Linked DNA regions of Macaca mulatta: region 1 is linked to region 2. Evidence: chromatin contacts called from public Hi-C data. All regions are on one chromosome and are shown on one strand. The core of a region is the stretch at or near the end of the contact, and the rest is flanking DNA. Distances in the headings are between cores, read along the strand shown. Region 1 overlaps LOC144333411 (a long non-coding RNA gene). Region 2 holds the start of CC2D1B (coiled-coil and C2 domain containing 1B).

Region 1 (3,212 bases), core at 211-2,710, 220 kb before region 2:
ATCTGTAAACAGAATGATTCCATAGCCCCCACTGTGTAATAATTTCCTTCCTTCAGAGCATTACTAGGATTCGGCTGGGATGAGGGGTGGAGGTGGGAGAGACGAGGTTGGGACGGGGAGGGTGTTAGTAAAAGATGGGTGATTCTTTGCTTACCTTTAAGTTGTTTATGAATTTCAGGACAACCCTTTGGCTATTCTCTTCTCTGGCTGGGCATATATATACATATATATTTTCATATTTGTTTTGTGGGGGTGGTGGTTTAGGTGTTAAGGGTTTGGTTGGTATCTGTAGAAAATTTCTGTAATGATCTACACAGTGGATAAAAAAAAAAAAGTTAAGGTCAAAGACAATTCCTTCGTCTGTTTTGGGAGAGGAGTGTGTATATGTTTGAAAAAAAGGTTTGTTCTGGGTCACTCTTCTTTCATCCAGACGCATTAAAGGGATTAGAACGGGGTCTCCCCGCCACCCCCGAAGCCGGGAGAGACAAACGAAGGGATTCCCTTACATTCCTGCTCTCAGGTGCGGGTCCGAGTGACAAGAACGTTCACGTACCTTCGGGAGAGAAGGAAAAGGTGCTCGGGTCTGGCGGGGGGCGGGGAACGTCAAGGGTTTGGTGGGAACTGAGGGGCTTCCGGTTCCCGGGAAGTGGAGTCCCCGGCCGGCCGCGGGCCGCGGGCTGCGCAGGGAGCGCGGGGCCCTCGCCGCCCCCAGGCCGCGCTCCTTAGCGTTCCCTGCGGCTCGTGCCCGGCGCGGCCGCCGCAGTCCCGACGCCGTAGCCGGACGTGGGGTCCAGGGGGCGCTGTGGCCCAGCGGCGCCGGCGGCAGGAGCGGCCACCCGACGCTGGAGGCTTCGCTGAGGATCCTCGCCTGCTGCACCTCGGTCGTCCCGCCGCAGCCTTGCGCCCCCGGCCTGGCTCGGCGGCGCTCCTCCGGGATCCGCGTGGCTGCCGCGGCCCGGGCGCCGATGCGGCTGGGCGGGTGCCGGGCCTCAGCAGCTGTAGCAGTAGCAGCCGCAGCCGCAGCTACCGCAGCTCCTACAGGAGTGGGAGGTTTCGCGGTGGCGCCTGGGGCCGCGCCGGTGCCCTCCGGAGGAGGCTTTCGGCTCAGGGACGACCCCCCTGGCCATGCTGAAGCGGAGGCGGCCGCTGCTCGAGGTGAGTGTGGCGCGGCGCGGTCCGGGGCTCGCCCGCCTCCCGCCGCTTGTGGGGGCCTTGGCGGCAGCCTTCGGGCCGGGCGGACGGGGCGTCCTGCCACTGCGGCCGCCTCCCCCACTCTGCGGTCCTGGGGCCTCAGCCCTTTCTGCCTGCGTCCCCCGGGAGGCTGAAGGCCGTGGGGGGCGACTAGGCCCCGCACCGTTGGGAAGCCCTCGCCCCGGCCTCGGTTCCGGCGCGGCCCGGTGTGTGGAGCTGGGGGCCGGCAGGAGCACGGCCGCCTTTCGGGTTTGCACGGGCCCGGGCCGAGCGCAGCCTCTTAGCCTGGGCCCTGCACGTACATCCCAGAGGGAGGTAGATGACGCCTGTTTGCAAACAGCTTTGGCTTCCCCGCGTCCCATACCGAGTACCTCAGAATCCCGGTAGTGGCGGGGGAATGGGGAGGAGAAGGCGGCCAGGGTGAGAATTGGGGTGCAGAGAGTGCGGGACCAAGAGAGCCCGTGGTACTCCTAGAGTGTCATTCATGGATCTGACTTGCTCGAGAACAACCTTTTGCGTCTTATTTGAGGTGAAATTTCATCACCTGCCGGTTGCTCAGCCCAGCCCCCTTGTATTGTATCTTGTCTCTAAGCGTGGTCTGCCTTGGAGAAAGCCCCATCGCATCTTTGCGATGCTAAGTTTTCTAGATAAACACTCACAGTTATAAAAACGTCTTTTACAAAGGTCTGTCCTCCCCCCCACCCCCCGCCGCCAGAGGAAATATTTTTATGCTTCAGTGTTCGGTACGAAAATGTTCCACTTAAAGAGATCCAGATAATGGTTGGCAAGAGGATTTTAAGTCCTCTTTAAGTGCCAGCTACTCTAATAAATACCTGAAGGAAATGGGACACATACTAAATTTTAGAAATAAAATGATTTGTTCTGATATTAATGTTGGAAAATGTTAGTACTTACAGTTTGATACCGTAAGTCAGATATTTATGTTTTGTGAGAAATGTGATTACAGGTTATTCCTGGTTTCCTGTTATGTGTGTGAAAGTTATAAGACTTATAGGTACTTGCAAAACTTTTATAATCATGAAAAAATATGCTTTTTGTAGAAAATTTGGAAAGTATGGAAAGGTACCGTGTTGGCTCTTAATAAATAATAATAGGAGAAATCACCCATAATCTCACAGATTGTAAACAGTACAGGTTTATAATGGGCTTGTACTGACAGTGATTTTTAAAATTATTTCTGTATATTAGGTTTAAAATTATCTGACTGCTCCATTTTACATTGCCATTTGTATAGGACCTATAAAAATATTTTACCAAATTACATTGGAACCGTAGTTGAATTCATCAATTGAAACAGAAGAATATGGGTAACTACCTAAAAGATCCCTAACTTAACTTTCTATGCAGCATGGGGTCTCCATGTAGGGAGAAAGTTTGGCATGGTACACGTTTTTGAAGATCTACTGTCTTACATGCTGTAGGCTTGCATTGTTTTTGTCAGATTTTAAGTATTTCTGTTAATTATTGGCTTGATTACCAGTTATTTTGGTAGGTTAATTTAGATTTTTAAAAGTCTAATTCAGGCAAAGTGTGATGGCTAGGCCTACTGGGGAGGCTGAATTGGGAGGACCCCTTGATCCTAGGAGTTCCAGTCCGGCCTGGGCAATGTAAGCAAGATGCCCCCCTCCGAGGCAGGTGGATCACGAGGTCAGAAGTTCGAGACCAGCCTGGCCAATATGGTGAAACCCCGTCTCTACTAAAAATAAAAAAAATTAGCCGGGTGTTGTGGCACGCACCTGTAGCCCCAGCTACTCTGGAGGCTGAGGCATGAAATCATTTGAACCCGGGAGGCAGACGTTGCAGTGAGCCTAGATTGGGCCACTGACTCCAACCTGGGCAACAGAGCGATACTCCATTCGAATACAGTTCGAATTCAGTCGAATACAGTTCTCAGTGTGTCCCTAAAGACCACCAACATTAGAATCAGTTGAGAGTGCTTGTTATATATATAACATAGGTATTATATGTAATATATGGATTCTTGGTCCCTTGAATTGAAA
Region 2 (3,470 bases), core at 166-2,665:
GGGAGGGATGGGGATCACCTGTCAATGGGTTTACTGGGGAGTGTTCTGAACGGACTCAAATTTAAAAAGCACATTCAGGGAAGTACTCTAGGTTCAGGGTGGGTGGAAGGCTGGGTAGAATTCAGAAAGGTTCTAAAGCTGTGTTTATGGAAGCTACAGCTGGCTATTTAATTTTAAATTGCAATGAATTAAAATGAAATAAAGCTAAAAATCCAGTCCATCAGCCACAACAGACACATTCCAAGTGCTTAACAGCCATATGTGGCAAGGGGCTATGACCAGACAGCACACACACAGAACATTTTCATCATCCAAGGACACTTCATCAAAGTTCCATCTCACAGCTGTGCTCTGGAGAAAGCTGTCCCAGCATTCTGATTCCCATAAAGATCTCACAGTCATTCACAGGACCTCCTGCGTCAGACTGTGTGATGGGTACTGGGAGCGCAGAAATGAATCTAAGACGGTCTCAGCCCTCAAGGACCATGTATATGGTGGAGGTGGACTACACGGGGTTGCCCCAGGGGCTATGGGTGCCCTGAGGTGACCCCTTCTTCAGCACTGGGAGAAAAGCCGCCTCCTTCGAGGCGGTGATGCCTGGGCTGAGTCACGCAAATAAGTTGGAGGAAAGAGGGGAAGAGGATTCCTAGCCGAGGGAACACCTGATGGCTCTGAAGTGGGGAGCAGCTTGGCTCGTACAAGGGAACCTGAGGCCTGGTATGACTGGGGCATAAGCGGTGAGGCTGGAATGCACAAGCCGAGATGGAAGCGGCACAACATGAAAACCTCTAAGCCGAAAAGTGTTTGGGCATTATTCTGAGGGCGCTGGGAAAGAAGTGGCAGGATCGGATCGGTGTTTCAGAAACCCCACTCTGGCGGCAAAGGGTAGGTGCACAAGAGGTAGGGGAAGGCAGGAAGCCGGCGCATCTCGCCACAGCCCAGGCGGGGAGACCAGCTGACGGGCGTGGGGGCGGCGGGGAGCGGGCAGAGGAGCTGGCTGGCGCTCCGGGAGACTCTCAGTGTCAGATTTCGGGACTTAGGTTAGCGGCAGGGCCCCGGGAGTGACCCCGGCTCAGGTGAAAGCGAGGCCAGTCAGACACTCCAAGGCTGCGGCCCCGATGACAGAGCCTGGCCTCAGGAGAGATGGGCAACGGAGTCCGTAGGGGGAGGCGACACGGGACCCCCACTCCCGCGCTGCGGGACGCGCCGCCCTGCCCCGCCCGCGCCGCCTCCATCTCCCCCGCGGTCCCCCGGAGCTCCCCACGCCGAGGGGCGGGGACGCGGCATACCTCGCGGTGAATCCCAGCCAAACCCCGGCCTTCTCCCAGCCGGCACCGCCCTGGGCTCCCGCGGGCCCTGGGCCGCAGCGGTAGCGACAGGAAGCGCCCGCCGGGGAGGCGGCTCGCGCGCAACACGTGACCCCACTAGCCGACGGCCGGCAGTGCGCATGTGCACAGCCCCCTCAGGCTCCGACAGGTGACACCAGGGCGGGGTTCGCAGTGCGCAGGCGCGTTCGGGCAGGTAGCGCGGGACAAGAGCGCTGGGCGGTTCCGCCCGGGCGTCCACTGGCAGGCTCAAATGAGGTCGCGGGGCCCAGCCCTCGCCCACTTGCAGCCTCTCCGCCGAGCCTCCTCCCTCACGCAGCCCAAGGCGCTGAGCGCTTGCTCGCTGGACCTACCCCGCCTCGAGCCCTGGCCCCGCCCCACCGAGCAAGGGGGCGGGGCCTACCCAAGCTCCGCCCTGGAAGCGAGACAGGGGCGGGGCTCGCCTGCTTGTCCATGTCCTTGAAGTCTGGGGAAATGGAAATGGGGCCACCATATTTTTCTTAATAATTCAGCACCTGAAAGTATCATTTTCCGGTCCGTTGAAAACTTCAGACAGGCAGAGCCAGCTGCACATCTTAAATAATTCAGAGAGTCTAACACTAAGTTCTCACTCGCATGCCCTGCTGTGCAATCAAATGGCATAAGGAGAGAAATGGAGTGTGCCCCTTTTCTGCCAAGCTTGTGTCAGTCACTTATCATAATGGAGCTTATACCAGTTCTCTATCCTGCAAGATGGACATCATCTCTAGAAGAAACGGAGGCTCAGAATTATTTGCCCAGGGAAATACAAAACCAACCTCTTTAACATCGGTAAATATGCTCTAGTCTAGTTTTCTAAGGAATGCAGGTTTCTCCCTGTGGCTTGCAGAGTCCAGTTAACAAGAGATTGAGCTCAGGAGTCCGAAACCAGCCTGGGCAACATGGTGAAACCCTGTCTCTACAAAAAATTACAAATATTAGCCGGGTGTGGTGGTGCGTGCCTGCAGTCCTACCTACTGGAGAGGCTGAGGCAGAAGAATCGCTTTAGCCCCGGAGGTCCAAGCTGCAATGAGCTATCACCTGCACTCCAATCCGGGTGACAGAGTGAGACCCTGTCTCAAACTAAAACAAAAAAACCGAGAGAGGAGTAATGGGGAAGTGGCCAGATTCCCATCTAAAGTAACCACTTCGATTTTGGGGGGAAAGAGAAGGGCTTAAAAGGAAAATGTGGTATGGGAAGCATGCAAGAATTGTACAGAGTACAACGTCTGTGTGTCTTGTTCTGGTGGCTATCTTGGGTCCCAGCCTACCTGGAGTGTGGGCTGGTCTCATCTCCACAATGGCCCCGCTGTTGACTAGCCACCTTGAAGTAACCTTTGGAATTTTGCAGCTGTGTCTCCAGGCTTGGTCTGTCTGTCTCAAGATTAGCCCTTGGAACTTCTAAGAAGGCAGATAATTAAATACTAGCATACAGTAAGATAAATGTGAAGGGAGTATATACAGTGAGAAAGGGAGGGATGTGGGATCTATTTTAAGGCTAAGGGAAAAGGCTTTTGCAGTTTGCTTCAAGGTTATATCTTGAAACCCAAGAGAAAGGAAAAAAAGTTTTAAAATATATTTTAAACTGCTGGATTAGTTTCTTCTGTCTAAAACATTGCCATCTCCCCTCCTGCCTATGCCTTGAACTTTTAAATTATGTTTCATAGTTAGCGGTTTCAAAGATCTCCCAGTTTACTTGGACACAGGGCTTTTCCATCTCCTGATTGCTTACCTTTTTTTTTTTTTTTTTAAGACGGAGTCTCGCTCTGTCGCCCAGGCTGGAGTGCAATGGCGTGACCTCGGCTCACTGCAAGCTCCACCTCCCGGGTTCACGCCATTCTCCTGCCTCAGCCTCCCGAGTAGCTGAGACTACAGGCGCCCGCCACCATGCCTGGCTAAGTTTTTTTTTTTTTTTTCTTTTTTTGTATTTTTAGTAGAGACAGGGTTTCACCGTGTTAGCCAGGATGGTCTTGATCTCCTGACCGCGTGATCCGCCCGCCTCGGCCTCCCAAAGTGCTGGAATTACAGGCATGAGCCACCGCGCCCAGCTTTTTTTTTTTTTTTTTTTTTTTTTCTTTTCTTAGTCAGGATCTCACTCTGCCTCCCAGGCTAGAGTGCAGTGGTGCG

Evidence for each region. Hi-C and Micro-C count contacts between places; a contact is called where the count stands out from the background.
Region 1: a Hi-C map of liver shows a contact between it and region 2, with 1.6 times the contacts expected there. The contact joins the enhancer-like site here to the promoter of CC2D1B in region 2. A contact is called at or near these places in 3 of 14 Hi-C or Micro-C datasets (fetal cortex germinal zone, fetal cortical plate and liver).

Annotation. Positions count from the first base shown.
Region 1 is chr1:188,508,414-188,511,625 of T2T-MMU8v2.0, reverse strand. The region is part of intron 1 of LOC144333411 (a long non-coding RNA gene); the gene reads left to right. Among named protein-coding and RNA genes, the nearest start is that of ZFYVE9, 67 kb to the right of the region's middle. Within about 2 kb of position 1,460, at least 20 of the 40 cell types and tissues checked have an H3K27ac peak or open chromatin away from gene starts, as enhancers often do. A contact at or near this core is called in liver, where this site is marked.
Region 2 is chr1:188,286,788-188,290,257 of T2T-MMU8v2.0, reverse strand. It overlaps CC2D1B (coiled-coil and C2 domain containing 1B), which reads right to left and starts at 1,415. Exons shown (of 24, transcript XM_077957098.1): 1 at 1,290-1,415.